2 separate regions of the Sus scrofa genome follow, and region 1 is linked to region 2. The links are chromatin contacts, called in public HiChIP or PLAC-seq maps. All regions are on one chromosome and are shown on one strand. The core of a region is the stretch at or near the end of the contact, and the rest is flanking DNA. Distances in the headings are between cores, read along the strand shown. Region 1 has its middle 320 kb from the start of TMEM232. Region 2 overlaps LOC100626591 (a long non-coding RNA gene).

Region 1 (5,530 bases), core at 292-2,791, 190 kb before region 2:
TGTCTACAGCAGAGGTCCCTGCCACATCCCACCCTGAGTTTCATTCTCCTTTATTCCATCCATTACTCTTTCCCCTTTGGATAGTCCGATGGTGACATACATGACACTGACTTGGCAAGGCTTGGGTAGAATGGATATCAAGGAAGGAATGAGAGTGAGTGCCAAGAATGACTTTTAGGGCTAAATCAAAACTGTATATAAATGTTACTCTCTGTACCCCCACCTCCTTATAAACATAGAAATGAGCAGAACTAGAAAGCCTCTCTTTTGAGTCTTAACAGGACAAATTCTTTATTGGTGGCTTCCATTCTCCCCTTTTATGGTCAAGGTGAAGATGTTGCTGCTGTTAATAAGACAGGCTACCTTCTCCCCTGCCATAACGGCCCACACCCGGTAACATAGGTGTTTCAGCCAGCCATAGTCCAGGCAACACCTCACCTGCCCATTTAAAGGCTGACAGATGGATTAAGTGAAGCTTAGGTTTGGCCTTGGGTCATCTATGGAGAGTCCAGAGGGACATATTGTCAATGCTTCCCTTCGTTGACTGCCACAAGTTCTAACAGCCCTACTCTCCTCAGATTCCCGGTTCTCAGAGGATTTCCTGGTAGCAGTGTTACTATAATCCACTCAAGGACTAGGAAACCACAGTGACTCCAGAGTTCCTGGAACGTGGTAAGGACAACTGTCCACCACGCCATCATCCAAAAATTCACTGGTAGGAAGCTTATAAGGGAGACTCAAAAATGTACTATAAGAAGGTTAGGAAGAAGTTCAAGAGATTCTCCTTCACGACGGAGCCATTTTTACATATTTCTAACTTAGAGCACAGGCAAATCAGAGCACTATCTTTACCATTTCCAATCAATGTTGGGCCAAAAAATGTTTTAATTATACAGGATTGACAGGGTGCTGAAGTACGCATCTCACTACATTGGCTCATGTGCTAATCCATTTATACATATATACCCACCTATTCATGCATTTAATAGCTACTTATTGATTATATGACATGGTCAATATCCTGCTGGTTATTAAAATATGGGAAACTGATTTCTTCAAAAAGCGCAAACTTTAATGGAGAAAATGAATATGTACCAATGATAACAATAATAATAACAAACACTCATTGCACACTTACTCTGTGGAAGGCATCATTCAAGTATTTTGTGTGACTTAACTCGCACAGTCTTCATAACAAGCCCATGAGGTAAGTAATATGATTATCACCATTTTAGAGCTGAGCAAACAGAGGCACATAGAGGTTAACTTGCCCCAGATGACCCAGATAAAAATAGGGAGGCCTCTAGAGCCCATGTCCTTTTTAGTATGCAGTATGAAGTGAGTCCTCTGGGCAGATAAGGAGGAATCATCAGTTGCTAAATTCATGACCATACTTTGTCTCCAGGACTGAGATGAGAATTCCATGCAGCAGCAGTCCTCTCCTTCAATCACCACGGACTGAACTCCCACAGGCCATGCGGAGGGCGCATTCAGGCCTTGTGTGTGGGAGGCAGGAAGGCAGGATTCCAGGCTCAGTCTTGGGAACAGATGTGTCCCCAGACGGCTCTGACTCAGAGGTCTGCTTGCCAAGGGAAGGAGTCTCAACTGTGTGTCCAATCAACAAATAATGTGCTTGAGAAGAAAGCAAGTTTATTCAAGAAGCAGCTTTTGTCCAAGTCATTGCTAGGGACTTGAAATCTTTGGCAGAGTGATTCCAAAGAAAGAGTTATCCAAATAGCCACATTTTTTTTTTTTTTTGGAGTACCCAACCCAAATAGGACAATATCTTGCTCATTGCAGCAAGCCTTAATGAATTAAAAAAAAATTTTTTTAATGATGGTACATTTTCTAATCCAGAAGTCCAGCTCAGAAATTTTAAAAAACATCCAGATAATTCATGGTTGGGCACTGGGGATATCATATCAAATTGATATTTTCCACAGGAAAGATAATGTAATAGGGATGTCTTCTTTTTTCTTTCTCTTTCATAGAAAACTTCTGACTGTAGCTTAAGTCCTGATTTTTTTTCTTTGAGGACCCTGTAAGACCATCAGTCTACCTGTTTTACTTTCTGCAAAATGCAAATAGTATATATATTTAGAATAACTTAGTAAATAATTTATAGCCTGAATAGTAAATTATTTATTTATTCCAGGCATACACATTTAGAATATGAACATAAATATTTTATGGTCTGTGCCACTGCTAACAAAAACTTAAATCAGCCTGCTTGCTGCTCTGGTTTGTATTGTATATACTCTCTATCTCATCAATGAACTGTGAGCAATCTCACACCGTCAAGCTCTTTCAAGTTACTGTACTTGCAGGGTTTTCCAAAACATTCAGGCTTTGAAGTCTATTTCAGTCTCTCCTCCTCCATTCACTGCTCTCACTTTCTGCTGTCTCAACCTTTCTCTAATCTGCTAAGTGTCTGGTTATTTCTTTATAAACAAACACACATTTATTGAGCACTGACCATATTTCATGCTTGCAAAGGATTGTGGGAGAAGTCTAACCTGTGGGCCTTCCTAGGAGTTTGCATTACGGCTAACTTACATATATATAGTCTGCAAACAAATAAGAAAACAAACAAACAAAATGACACACTTTAAATAATTGCTATGAATATTTCTGAAAAGTGACAGCCTTTGGACAAACTCCATGGATGTGATTTGGCGACTGTGGGAATTTGTAAAAACTGAGAATCTATGTGGGGAAGAATGTGTGACCTCTGAATAAAATGACTCCTTCTGAACCTGAGAACTACTCTAAAAACTTTAGTACACTTAAAAATCATCAGCAACTGGCATTATCATGCTCAAAAAACAGAATATGACTGCAGAAAGTTGAGAAAGGGAAAATTACAATGACTGAAGCACCAGGAGTAGAATCTTTCAGAATTAAATATTTGATATTAAATATTGGATTGCAAAGTACAGTAAAGAAGCAGAAAAATACTTAAAATTACATAAAGCCATAAAAATTAGGGAAAACTGAATATAAGCTTATTTTATAAATCTTTGAAATATTAAGACAGCTTTATGAAGGCTCTCTTCTTTGAAACTCAGGCAAAGTCAATATTAGGACAACACACCGACAACATTTGCTGAACAGTTTGTACCTTCCAGGTGCTTGACATACTTTGCTTAATGCAATTCTCACAATGGCCTTACAAGATAACTGCTATTAGTATCATTTTAAAGTTGAGGAAATTGAGAGTCAGAGGTTAAAAAAAATACCCAAAGAGCATAAAGTCAGTAAATGACAGACCCCAGTAAGTGACTAATTTTTACATTTTTCACCGTGAGGCCTCTGCTTTTCTTGGGTGGAAATATCCTTATATGCTTATTATTTCAAGCTTATTTGTTAGGCTGTTGAAAATTTCTGGAGTTCCTGTCGTGGCTCACTGGAAATGAATCTGGCTAGCATCCATGAGGACCAGGTTTAATCCCTGGCCTTGCTCAGTGGGTTAAGGATCTGGTGGTGGTGTCAGTTGTGGTGTAGGTCACAGAAGAGGCTTGGATTCTGCATTGCTACAGTGTAGGCTGGCAGCTGTAACTCCAATTCGACCCTTAGCCTGGGAACCTCCATATGCTGCGGGTGTGAGCCTAAAAAGACAAAAAAAAAAAAAAAAAAAAAAAAAAGAAAGAAAGAAAGAAAGAAAAAGAGAAAAGAAAAAATATTTTCTAAATTCTTACATATTTATTTTTTTCTGCTTGATTTTTCAGTTTCTATGAGAGGTGTGTTAACAATATCCCCAGATAAATGTGGACTTGAATATTTCTCTTGAATAATTTCTCTTAAAATTCTGTCACTTTGGGGTTTAAAAATATGAAACAGCTTTACTAAGTTTATAAAAAATTTAAAGTGTTACATGTTCTTGGTAAATTAACTCTTTTATCATTATGAAGTGACATTCTTTATCTCTATTAATGACTTTTTTATTATAGGCTATTTTTTCTGAAATTAGTATGACTATCTAAACTGTCTTTATTAGTGTTTTTATATTACACTCAGCTCTTTCAGATGTTTTTAGTGGGAAACTTATTCCTATTATTTAGACCACCATGTTGTAAATTCAGAATGCTGTGATTTTATTACTTACTTTTGTTATAGTATGGTCTCTTGGATTACTTGTCATTAGTGTTTTTTTGATATTTTCCTTCCACTCTTCCTACTTTAATGCTATCCCAGTAAAGACGGTGTAGAATATTTTCTACTTTTGCGGTGATTATCACCTATAACCTATGACTCTGAGGATAGCATGGCAAGAAATGTATTTAGTGACTATAAATATACATCAGGAGAATCTGCTTTCTTTTTCCTATGGCTGAAGAATATTTTTTGCCCATATTTTTTTACGGACATTTTGAGTATTTTCTACTAAACTTAGCGAAAAATCTTAGACTACATTGTTAAATTTAGAATAATCTTCTGAAGATCCCTAAGAAGCAAGTCATTGATGCCAAAATAAAAAACAAAATGTTGAGCCAGGCAAACAGATCCAGCCAAAAAAAGAATCAAAGAAGTGAGTGGATCTGCCCAAGAAGAACCTGTCCACTCTCTCCTTTCACTCTTTGCTTTCCTGTGATGGCTGGCACCATAAAGACAGGTCCTTGCCAAGTAGGTCTCCAATGTGCCCAGAATTAGAACTCAACCTGGCACTGCCAAGACTTTCCAGCATAGAGATCTTCAGCCATCGTTTCCCACCTCCTTTTTCTTTAACATAATTGCATCCCTCAGGCATTCCATATTTAGTTTGTTTCCTATATGAGATGGAAAACAACAGCAGCCTCACCAGGATGTTGAAGGAACTGTGAAAAAAAAATTACACAGTTTCTGGAAATAGAAGAGAACAAATTACTAGCTTACAAAGCTACTTGCAAGCAAATTTGAGCTCTCCTGGTCCCCCTTCTAAGGGTTAAATTAGTGAGATTCCAAATCCCCAGGACTGATTTTTAAAACAACTACCATGTTCTCTAGTTCATGTTTCAACTTAGAGTAATGCTTACCAGGTTTGCAAGCATGTACAGATACCCAGACATACACATTCCTTCAAGTGCACACATACACATACATGCGCCCATGCACATTTCACCAACTATAGCAAACAATGTGATGGGGATATAATTGCGTTATTGAATCATTAAGAATAAAAAGAAAAATGATATTGAGTTCTGGATAGAAATATCTTAGGCTTTCAATAGGACTTGTTTTCCTTGCAATTAATCTTCTACTTTTTACCAGGCAATAAGAGTTTTTATGTAGCTGTATTAATTAAATTAATGCAAATGCAATTGCCTATTTTTATCTAGAGAGAATTAAAGTGATTTGGAAGAAAGTAATAGCCTGTTGTCCCCATGGATCCAGACAAAAGAAAATAGATTTTAGGCTGACCAACTAAAAGGGAACAATTCTCTACTGCATCAAGTTTTAAACTGGCTTATTTCCAAACCAAGGAATTCAGCACATAATCTCTTAACAAATGGGCTCTACACATTCCAATTGCAGATAATTATTCCACTGGGTA
Region 2 (5,387 bases), core at 2,483-4,982:
AGAGATACTGAAAACAAACTTGTAGTTACCAAAGGGGAGAGGGACAAAGTAAGAGTATGGGATGAAAAGACACAAACTACTATATGTAAAATAGATAAGCAACAAGAATATACTATATATCTCAGGGAATTATACTCCTTGTCTTGTTGCAATGGAATGTAATCTGCAAAAATACTGAATCACTATGCTGTACACCTGAAACTAACACAATATTGTAAGTCAGTCATATTTTAATTTTTAAATAGCCCCGATGGCTGAAGACTGGCAAAGAGGGGTACATAACTGCAGACACGAATGTAGGATCAAAGGTGGCAGTGAACTAAACATTCACTTCCTCTCAATGCCAGGATGGTTTTCAAGCCCCAGAGGTAGATTCAGAACTCAAGGCAAGAAAAGAAAGGAGCAGAATCTTGAAATACCTTAGTGCAAACTCTGAATCAAATGAGAACCAGAGTGGGGGAATTAACATATAACTTCAGCTCAATTACAGAAAATAAAATCAAAGTTGGCACATTTGTTTAGTGCCTATCAAATATATGTCTGCCGCTTTCAGGAAATTAAAATAGTTGTACTTTGGTGTTAGTGGGTTAGAGGCAGGAGCCCCATCAGCTCAGGCTTACTCACATCTCCCATGGCAGGGTTTCTCAACCTGAGTGCTATCGGCCTTTAGGGCCACATAATTCTATCAAGAGAGCTATCTCATGCACCGCTGAATGTTTAGCAACATGCGTGGCTTCTGCCAGTAGCAAACACATTCCTCAGACATGACCAAAATATCCTCTGGGAAGAGAGGAGGAAAATGCCCTTGGTTGATAACCACTGTTCTGGAATATCCCCAGCCAACACTGAGAAAGAATCCACACTGAAGCAGCTAATGGACAATACATGATACCCACTTTCTCATTCACAGTGTGGAGCCAAAGCCAAGGTAAGTACATTGACTCTCATTCTGCCTCAATATAAATTAAGGAGACAGTCAGGATTATAACTCAGATGTCCTGACATTAAGTTCTATGCTTTACCCTCCTAAATTTGAAACATCTCAGAAAGCTAGCAGAGAATGTTCACATAGTACCCGCTTATATTTATGCACTGAATGAATGGTGGGATTAGAACTTTAGACCTTGCCATGTCACTAGACATTTCAGGACCAATGAAGAACAATGATCCAAGCCTTCCATCAAAGAAGCAAAGACACTTCTAGAGCTCATGCTTTACCATTCAGTACTGATTCTAACACTCATCTGCCTATCTGTGAATCTAAAGTCAATGTAGAAAAATATCACTGGTCAGTTTGTGACTCAATGCTGATTTTGTGCTGTTATTTCAAAGCTTTGAAGATGCTAAATGTGGAGCGGCATTTAGACTTCCCAGGGCTCATGTATGACGGAGCTGTTGACAGCCATGTGCTCCCTGGCTAGGTCCAATCTCCTTTATGCAATACAAAGCTCCCCTAAAACTCATTATCTGAACAGCACAGGCTTTACTCAAATGTACTCATGTACTGTTACTGCTGGTGTATTGTCATGTTTACCCTATAAAAGCATAGGTGGCTCTAAAATTGCTAACAGAATTTTTCTCCTTCTTTTATGTTTTATATGATGTCTACCTAGCACAGTATTAGGCACAAAGTAGCAGATGCTCAGATTTGAAAACTGCTAATCACAGTTTTATAGAAATGCCTTTAATTTGTTCAGAAACTAGGTGCCCTAAGGTCCATAGTCTGTCTGTTACAGATAGGCCAAAAGCTGTGATTCTATCTCCTATCCTTATTTATTAATGTGTAGCTGGATGGCACATTATCTGACATCAGAAGCCAGTGGCAGCGTTCCAATCTGTGTTTCTAATAGAGATAAATGTTGAGCAGAGGTGGCAAACTGGCTGACAGCCCACCAAAGACAGCCCTGGGGTAAGTTCTACTTGGCTGTTTATTAAAGGCTACACAGCTAGGCACTGGTCGTGCTCAGTCAATACAAGCATCTTGGCACTAAGCCCACTTCATCAGTTACTTAACTTCTCTGCCTGTTTCTTTATACCAAAAAAATGGAAATAATAGAAGTTCCTACTAATGAGGTCATTATGAAAATTAAATTAATACATGTAAAGTTCTGGAACACATGTAGTGTGGCACAAATTAACTTCTCCATAAATATTAACTATCATCATCATCATCACCCCTACAAAGGCTACTAGAAGGGATTATACCACCAAACACTTGCCTATCAGCCCTTCCAATGACTAGAGTCCCTGAAACTATTTACCAACCAAATAACCAAACTCAGAGGCTTAAAGCATAAATCAATTAAAATGCTCAACCCTTACATAGGAAGATTGTCATAGAGCTATTCATCAATCAGAATATTTAAACATTACATTTTAGTATTAAATGATATAAAAAGCCTTTATTCTTCCTAAGTCTTTTTCTTAGCTCCAATCAAGTCTTGGAGGTTTCAGGAGACATATTTTCATTACAAAATACCTGAAACTAACCCAGGCCTCAGCCACTCCTGGTGCCCCAGAGTTAACTCTGAAAGGCAGAAAACAGTATGATTTTCTTATGTATTGTTTGAAAGAGGTCATGGATACCCAGAAACAAGACTGCAGCCATTAAAAAATTATTAAAATATGTGTATTCTCAGCCAGGCTTCCTTCTCTTCTGCTAAAGAAAGTTCTGGCTTTGCCCATGTGGTTTCTCTCATTCCTCTGCCCTCTAAACACAACAGCAAGGATGGCTCCTGCAGAATTCCAGCAATAGCTAAGAAGCAGAACAGGAAAAAAAAAATATCAAAGCAAAGAGGGTTTTCATCAAAAATAAATATTCTCCTGTTTTGGGAGATGAGCAGATACGAAAACTACCATATATAAAATAGATAAACAACTAGATCCTACTGTGTAGCACTGGGAATTACATTCAATATCCTATATTAAGCCATAATGGAAAAGAATATGAAAAAGAATATATATACACACACACTATATATATATACACAAATGCACACATATATATAAAACTGAATCACTTTGCTCTACACCAGAAATGCAATATTGAACACAACATTGTAAATCAACTATAATTCAACAAAAATGTTTTAAATATACATATTTTTATTTTTTTCAAAAGACTGAAGGGCAATGGAAAAAAAAGGGGTAGGGGGAAGCAGTTTAGAGAAAGAAAGGAAAACCTGGTGGCTCATGTGTGCTAGCTGTTGGGGTATGATTCAGTGATGAAGAGGCTTGGGGTAAGAGCAGCCACTCCTGCAGAGAATGACAAACTTTGGGGAAGATTTCCAATGTGTTTATGTCCCTAATACCTCTCCCCCTTCCACTTGCCATCTGATGTTTTCCTCGACAAGAAACTAAACTTGGAAATGTTTTCCTATGTGGATTTCTCTCAGACCACTGTCTTTATATCAGTACCTAGCAAAGACCTAGGCCACGTAAGACTTTTCATGACAGATTACACAAAATATCCATCAGTGAGGAGGGAGGACTCACATTTGAATTGTACAAATATCCGGCAGTACTTAATCAGATTTCAAAGAAGGTGGCATTGTGACTGATTCATAAATGGTAGAGGATGATTCATTTGGAAATGGTTGCTCGGTTGCTGCATTAGAGTTGCTGACGAAGCACAGTGGGAATTCTTGGAACCACTAGAGAAGGACTGACATGGATTCAACTAAAACCCTGGAGGGAAGCGGCAGAGAATTCCCTGTGCCTTACGTTCCATTTGTGCTTCCACAGGAGGCGGTGGCAACAGCAACTTTATTAGCAGATACAGCCAGTGCAGCTCTGCGGGCTAGAGCCCAGCTGCTTTCTCCCTTCTCTGAAGTGCAATACAAATTAATTTGCCAAAACATCCAAGAGTCATCTTTGTACTAAATGAGGCATGATTAAAAAAACACACACTGGCTATGTTTGTCCTGGCCACGTTCATTATCATGATTTGCTAAACATTTATGAGCCCACCACTATTTTTGGGTGGCAGCAGCTCAGTAAAAGCCAACAGGACCCTGGAAACACACCATGCTGCTGCTTCTGGAAGGCAGAGCTTGCTTCAGATTTATTTGTTGCCATTTTCCAGCAAAATATTTCAAAGCAATCTAAAAGTTTGGGAGAGCAGGCTTCCCTAATAACCCTATCAATCCTAAACCCCACGGCGTGCCAGGGTCTCAAGTGATCTTAAAAATAATAATGATAGTACTGAAGAGCAGCAGCCAAATATCAGCCAATACAAAAAATTCTGAACAGTTAGGAAAAGAGAGAGAGAGACTATGAGACTATACATAGAGATTAGTCACAGTTTATAAAACATTGATGACTTTTGGTTACTGTGCCTTACTCCTGAAAATCGAAGAAATTCATGCATAACCTATATAGTAGGATGTCTTTAGAGTAAATGAAAGCATCTGAATAATACAGTTTCATTCGACTTTGAGACTCCTTTCATCTTACATAACTACCAGGCAAAGCATTGTTGCTCATATCGCTTTGGTTGATTAAGTTGTAAAGTGAGGCTTGTCCAGGCCCTGTGTGTCCCTTGAAAATTCTTGGGAGGGGCTTCCCCACATCTCTTCCAGTCCCCATAAGGCTGAAGTCTGCAGAGGATCAGACATTGCCCAAGCATCTCCTCCTGCTCTAGGCATCTCAGGCTCCTATTTTCAGGACAACTGCAGTGCCCTTGTTTTCTTGACTACATCCTTGCTTGCTTTGTGAGAGGAAAAGCGGTAGCTAGCTTTTACTCGGGAGGCCACAGAACTCTCCACTGTAATTAAAAAGTACAATATCAAAGTTAGCTCTGCCTCTAGCAAGACAGAGGCTGTGTTAGTCAAAGGTCTTTGTCTCCTTCCTGACAGATCATCAAATTCCATTTTAAAAAAAAAAATGCAAATAAGAAAAACCCCTACAAGGCAGAAAAAGAATACACTGAAGAAAAGTCAATAAAACAATTTGCTCTTCAAGGGAGCAGCAGAGGTAATTTCCACTTTGATCTTCCATATCTGCATTCTGGTTTGTACCTGATTTATTCAATTTCAGAGAAGGAATCTCCACATTCAACTTTTTGATTAAAACCTGTTTTGTTTGTTGATGGCAAAAGCTTTTAATTATCCTCACGAAGAATGACCTCACTGTATTCAAAAAAAGAAGTTGTTTCCAAGCCCTGGGACAGGAAGAGTATAAGGATGTATTAATTCATAAGGATGATATGAAATCCTTATAAATTACTTGAACCTGTGACTCAGGGAGTACTAGAAGTCAAAATGAAAACTGCACAGAAGTCAAAATGCATGGCTTTATGCAAAGTTACAGAATCCTGAGCATTTTCTTTGCCAAGTAGACAGCTCTAAAGTTACAGACTTTTATAATTAAATTCAACTTGCAATTTA

Evidence for each region. HiChIP or PLAC-seq counts read pairs in DNA pulled down with a chosen protein or histone mark.
Region 1: an H3K27ac HiChIP or PLAC-seq map of skeletal muscle shows a contact between it and region 2, with 4 times the contacts expected there. The contact joins two enhancer-like sites. A contact is called at or near these places in 1 of 47 Hi-C or Micro-C datasets (fibroblasts) and 1 of 2 datasets of contacts at active chromatin or transcription factors (skeletal muscle).

The regions. Positions count from the first base shown.
Region 1 is chr2:115,205,347-115,210,876 of Sscrofa11.1, reverse strand. No RefSeq gene overlaps it. Among named protein-coding and RNA genes, the nearest start is that of TMEM232, 320 kb to the left of the region's middle. Within about 2 kb of position 1,541, at least 24 of the 83 cell types and tissues checked have an H3K27ac peak or open chromatin away from gene starts, as enhancers often do. A contact at or near this core is called in skeletal muscle, where this site is marked.
Region 2 is chr2:115,022,461-115,027,847 of Sscrofa11.1, reverse strand. All of the region lies in intron 3 of LOC100626591 (a long non-coding RNA gene), which reads right to left. Among named protein-coding and RNA genes, the nearest start is that of MAN2A1, 350 kb to the right of the region's middle. Within about 2 kb of position 3,732, at least 7 of the 83 cell types and tissues checked have an H3K27ac peak or open chromatin away from gene starts, as enhancers often do. A contact at or near this core is called in skeletal muscle, where this site is marked.